2 separate regions of the Zea mays genome follow, and region 2 is linked to region 1. The links are chromatin contacts, called in public Hi-C maps. All regions are on one chromosome and are shown on one strand. The core of a region is the stretch at or near the end of the contact, and the rest is flanking DNA. Distances in the headings are between cores, read along the strand shown. Region 1 holds the start of LOC100278581. Region 2 holds the start of LOC100285655.

Evidence for each region. Hi-C and Micro-C count contacts between places; a contact is called where the count stands out from the background.
Region 2: a Hi-C map of ear shows a contact between it and region 1, with 9 times the contacts expected there. The contact joins the promoter of LOC100285655 here to the promoter of LOC100278581 in region 1. A contact is called at or near these places in 6 of 25 Hi-C or Micro-C datasets (bundle sheath, ear, endosperm and 3 more).

The regions. Positions count from the first base shown.
Region 1 is chr2:42,144,610-42,147,511 of Zm-B73-REFERENCE-NAM-5.0, forward strand. It overlaps LOC100278581, which reads right to left and starts at 1,393. Exons shown (of 4, transcript NM_001165648.1): 1 at 997-1,393; 2 at 638-718; 3 at 198-337. The coding sequence starts at 1,317.
Region 2 is chr2:42,343,404-42,346,305 of Zm-B73-REFERENCE-NAM-5.0, forward strand. LOC100285655 reads left to right here and starts at 1,429. Exons shown (of 1, transcript NM_001291638.2): 1 at 1,429-2,902. The coding sequence starts at 1,655. The coding sequence ends at 2,659.

The DNA of each region.
Region 1 (2,902 bases), core at 143-2,642:
ACGACCTGAACTTGACCCGACTCGACGTTTGAACAGGTTAGTTTGTACTGGCATAGCGGCGAGGTTCCAAAACACACTGCACTTTATAACAGCACATGATATAGCTATCTATTTAGAATCTTGCAAGAAACCTAATCTAGTTTCTGTGTAACATTTTTTAGTTTGTACTTGGGATAGTGCACCTAAAAAGCTATCACCTGTTGATGTACACATATCCCCCCATGAGGCAAGTGCAAAGAAGTCCTACGACGAGCACTGCATCTGGATTGATAGGAGCACGACCTTTCCACCAACCAGTGCTCAGTATCCAAGTGTACATTGTAGAATGCCCATTCTCCTGCAGCAGTATAAGTGTGTAACATGACTCAGTCGGGTAAAATGACACATTCAATCCCAAAGCATCAAAGGGAAAGGTTCATTTGTGATCTGAACAAATTTTACTTCACATGCAGTGCAGAAACATCATGCCAGTTGGATTAGTTGGGTATTTCTAGAACAACTTGGGTCCAACTGTCCAAGATGTCAAGCACACACTTTTAAAGTTGGGACATCAATTCTAAGCTGATACATCCCATGTTCACGAGACATTCCTTGCCGACTTCCGGTTGACAAAAAATCCAAACTACTGAATGCTCACCTCAAACAAGTGATCCAAGAAAAAGTGGGAGAGCGAGCCGGCAGAGATCAGCAAGAAACACTGCCTCTTTCTTAATGGTACCTGCAGCAGCACCAAGCCACCAAGATTAAACAAATCAGGCACGCAACACTAGATTGATACAGAGGCGTCTGGGCTGCGAAGCTACTCAACACTATTCTGCAACAGAGGATTAAGATAACGCGGCATTTGCTAAACTAGAATGGCATTGGCACCAAGTTGCTAGACTCCGAACGCAGCCGTACCGAACAGTAGATTAAAAAAAGTGGGAGGAAGCAAACATAGCAAATCCAACGCGGCGAAAGAAGGATTCATGAGGAATTGGAAATTCCGGCACCCACCCCGGAGGGAGAGTCGAGGACGCCGGCGCGAAGCAGACGGCGGGAGAGCCAGGCGTAGGCCCAGGCGAGCGGGAGGCCGAGGAGGAGCGGGTAGTAGAAGGGGTGGTGCACGGCGGCCATGGCGAGGTCCCCCGCGGCGGAGGCCGAGGGGAGGAAGGAGCAGAGCCACTCGGCGAAGGAGCCGAGGTCCGGGCCGAGGAACGCGTTCGCTGCGTAGACGGCGCAGTGGTGCGGCCCGAAGCGGCGGTCCGGGCCGGCGAGCCGAGACAGCGCCGCACCGCCCGACAGAGCGTACAGCAGGTGCGCTCCTGGCCCCGGCATCCCGCTCCTTGGCCGCTGATGAGCTGGCTCGGTCACCGCCGGCAGACGGAGGCGTGGCGCGCGGTGTGGTGTTTGTTTGGTGGTGGTGGGAGGAGCAGTAGGCGTAGGGCGGCGGACTCGGGACACGATTTTCTGCTTCTCTGGAGGCGGACGACGAGGGTGGGTTCTGGTTTGGTTTTCTTTGCGAGCTTCTCGCCTTCTCCTGTCCGTACTCCGTAGTCGTCTCGCGGTCTCGCCTTCGCGGTTTCCTCTTCTCCCGCTGTCACCGCGAGACGCCCATGTAACGGTTAACGGTCACGTGTTTGGTTGAACAACGACCTGGACTCAACCCTGGTCAGCACTCAGGTTAGCATGTGCTGCAACCTGCAGGTTCTAATGTAACTTGGACCACTAATTGTAGCTGTTAGGATCGCAGGTGGGAACAAAAAGGAGACATAGAGTTTAATATGGAAAGAACTCCTCGAATGTGGAGGAGAAAAAAACCACGGGAAAACAGATCTATTATATGTTGTTCAAGTACAGGATACAAGGGAGACTTATTTATATAGGCAAAGTAGATAAAGATAGGGTCACATGATCTTATCCAACAAGATAGAGATAAGATCACATGATCTTATCCAACAAATATCCCCTTGACGCTAATCTATAAAACTGTTTTCTCAAACACTACTAGGATGCTAAATTTGAATATCAATCAAGTCTAAGGAATCATTAGACTTGGAACTGGAGCACGGCTTCATATCATCAAAATAACCTCTCTTCTGGAACGCAATTGAAACAGCTTCAGCATCAACTGTTGAACATTGCAAGTAATAGAGATTATTCAAACGGTTGCCCTTCAAGATAATACGGTTGCCACGATAAACCTTAAGAACACCATCAATAGCAGCAAAATTGAATCTCATTGCTTCTAAAGTGCTCAAAGAAATAAGATTTCTCTTCAATTTTGGAACAAAACGGACATCGATAAGTTTCTTAATACTGCCATCATGAACTTGGATATAAATAGAGCCGATTCCAATAATCTCACATGTGGATCCATCTCCAATAACATCCTTACCAGCATGAGACTGAACATAATCAGAAAACCAATCTCTATGTGAACAAATATGAAAAGTGCAAGCGGAATCGAGAACCCAAGAAGAGCACTTTTCAACAGAGGCAACAAATACAGTTTCTCCACTATCCAAAGTTTCAACAAAACTGGCTTCAACAGAAGACTTATCCAATTCTTTTTTCTTTCTCTTCTCTTTATTTCTCACCTTAGGGCACTGAGAAATATGATGAGTATTTTTCTGCAATAAGGGCAATAAAGGTTGGATTAATGATTTCCAGATCCTTGAACAATTAAACCTTCACCTTTGGGTTCAGAACGAGAATCAACATCAAATTTTTCTTTGGACAATAAATTTGACTTAACATTCTCAAAGGACAGTGAAGTATGATTACCATAAAACATAATTTCTTTAAAATGCTTAAAAGAAGGGGCAATGAGACTACCAACAAAATTGTCTTATCTTCATCATCTATCTTCACATCAAGGCTCTCAAGGTCCACAATAATTGAATTAAATTTATTAATATGT
Region 2 (2,902 bases), core at 179-2,678, 200 kb after region 1:
CAGGCGGCGCTGTCCTCTTGTCAGGCCGGTCAGTGGAGCGGCGAAGTGACTACGGTCACTTCGGCTCTGTCAACTGGAGGGTGCGCGTCATGATAAAGGTGTCAGGCCACTTTTGCATTAAATGCCCCTGCGATTTGGTCGGTTGGCGTGGCGATTTGGCCAAGGTTGATTCTTGGTGAAGACTGGGCCTCGGGCGAGTCAAAGGTGTGTCCGTTGCTGGAGGGGGTCCTCGGGCGAGACGTAGATCCTCCGGGGTCGGCTGCCCTTGCCCGAGGCTGGGCTCGGGCGAGGCGTGATCGCGTCCCTCGAATGGACCGATCCTTGACTTAGTCGCACCCATTAGACCTTTGCAGCTTTGTGCTGATGAGGGTTACCAGCTGAGATTTAGGAGTCTTGAGAGTACCCCTAATTATGGTCTCCGACAAATTCTACAAATTCGATCCATGCCATTATCTACGCTCCACCACCGACATGTGATAGCACGGCCCGCCGCTGTCACTCTCCAAGCGTGCGAGTGCGTGGGGCATGCACGCCCCGACCATCTCCTTCCATGCGAGGGTGAGGAACAGTTTTCACCGCCACGGCATGCACGAGTAGGTCCCCAATGAGGATATTCTTGTATTTTCAGGTGAGTCCTGTACGCGTGGAGCGTAGATAATGGTATGAGCCAAATTTTTAGAATTAATAATGACAACCACTGGGTATCACAAATTATAATGACATTTTTAAAATCCTCGATTTTGATAATGACATATATCTGAAAAACCCCAACAAATTTTGGTGGGGATGTTTCTGAAACATCCGACGACTTATATGACACATTTAATATTTTAATATAGTATATACAAAGAATTTTAAACTAATTTGTTTCACGTTATTTAGAATATTATGAAGTATAAGAATAAAATTTTATATAGTTTTTTGTGTGCATTATTTTCTCCTTACAACAAAAAATGAAAAAAAAATCTGAGTCCGTATTCAGATAGTTATCCAAATTCTATATCAATTATTTTAAAAATATATAATAAATTTGTTGTTTACTTTTTATAAATATTAATAGACTAAATGTTAAAAATAAGAATATAAATTTACATAGCAGATTATATTTGTTATTTGTTTGTAATCGAAAAAAGTCTAAAAATTTAATATCCGAATCTATCTCTGAAATTTGGTTGTGCACTAGTACAAGGCAAAATTCAGTGCTGCTGCCGCCCTGTCCCGTGCCCTTTGTTTCTCCTGGAATGGGAATAACTCCATCTGAAATTACTACACCTGCGTAGAGCGAGAGCGATAGGACAGAACTGTGGTTTGCTCAACTCAAATCACAACTGATGCCATGAGCGCATCTTAAACCTGGCGCTAGGGACCATTGCGCCAAGCGACACTGTACTACTACCTAATCTACCGCAGGGCAGCTAAGGAAAACAAATGCAAACAAACGCAAAACATCCGTCCGTCGCTCCGGCAGAGGAGGATCTCGATACGAGCACTACAACCCACCTAATCCACTCTCCAGTCTCCAGTCTCCACCACCTTTCCCTTCCTCTCCCCTCCCCACCCCAAATCGAGGCCAGCCAGGGGCACCGCCACCATCACTTCACCGCCGCCGTCGACTTCACTCTCTCTCACTCCCAAACCAAGCTACCTTCCGCCCATGGGCCCACCGCCGCGCCGCCGCCAACTCCTGCTGTCTCTCGCGCTGCTCGCCACCGCGGCCGCCTGCTGCGCGGCGGGGGCGGCGCCCAGGCTGTCGCCCAACTACTACCGCCGCAGCTGCCCGCGCGTGGAGCGGATCGTGTCGGACGCCGTCGCCGCCAAGCAGCGCGCCAACCCGTCCACGGCGGCGGGCACGCTGCGGCTCTTCTTCCACGACTGCTTCGTCAACGGCTGCGACGCCTCGGTGCTGGTCTCGCCGCTCTCCTCCTCCGGCGCCGCGCCGGAGCGCGCCGCGGAGATCAACCTCTCCCTGCCCGGGGACGCCTTCGACGCCGTGGCCCGCGCCAAGGCGGCGCTGGAGGCCGAGTGCCCGGGCGTCGTCTCCTGCGCCGACGCGCTGGCGCTGGCGGCGCGCGACCTCGTGGCCGCCCTGGGCGGGCCCCGGTTCCCCGTCGCGCTGGGCCGCCGCGACTCCCGCCGCTCCGACGCGCGCGACGTCGAGGGCAACCTGCCCCGCACCAACATGTCGGCGCGAGCCATGGTGCGCCTCTTCGCCCGCAAGGGCCTCTCGCCCCGGGAGATGGTGGCGCTGGCCGGCGCCCACACCGTCGGCTTCTCCCACTGCGCCGAGTTCGCGCCCCGCATCTACGGCTACCGGGGCGCCAGCCACGACCCGCGGCTCAACCCGGAGTTCGCGCGCGCGCTGCAGCGCTCCTGCGCGGGATACCGCACCGACCCCACCGTCTCCATCTTCAACGACATCGTCACGCCCCGGGACTTCGACGAGACCTACTACAAGAACCTGCCCCACGGCCTCGGCCTGCTCGCCTCCGACGCCGCCATCTGGGAGTACCCGCCCACCAGGGTCTTCGCCCAGCGCTACGCCGCCAACCGCACCGCCTTCTTCGAGGACTTCGCCGCCGCGATGCAGAGGCTCGGCGCCGTCGGCGTCAAGACGGGGCGCCAGGGCGTCGTCAGGCGCCGCTGCGACGCGCTCGACTGAGTGTCGCGATGCTTGTTGTGCCATTGGGTCGGTCGATCGTTGTAAGGCTTCGAATTCGATTACGGGATATGAGAGGCTCTTCTTTCTCTGTACTTGGAAAATGGGGCGTGAGTGGTAACTAAAGTGATGAACTGAGGGCAAGCTAATTCTAAATTGCATGTCAATTGCAATAGGGTTACATTAAGACTCAGGCTGGGCAACCGTGGATGACAATTGCTGAAACCTCACACCATGAGATGATGA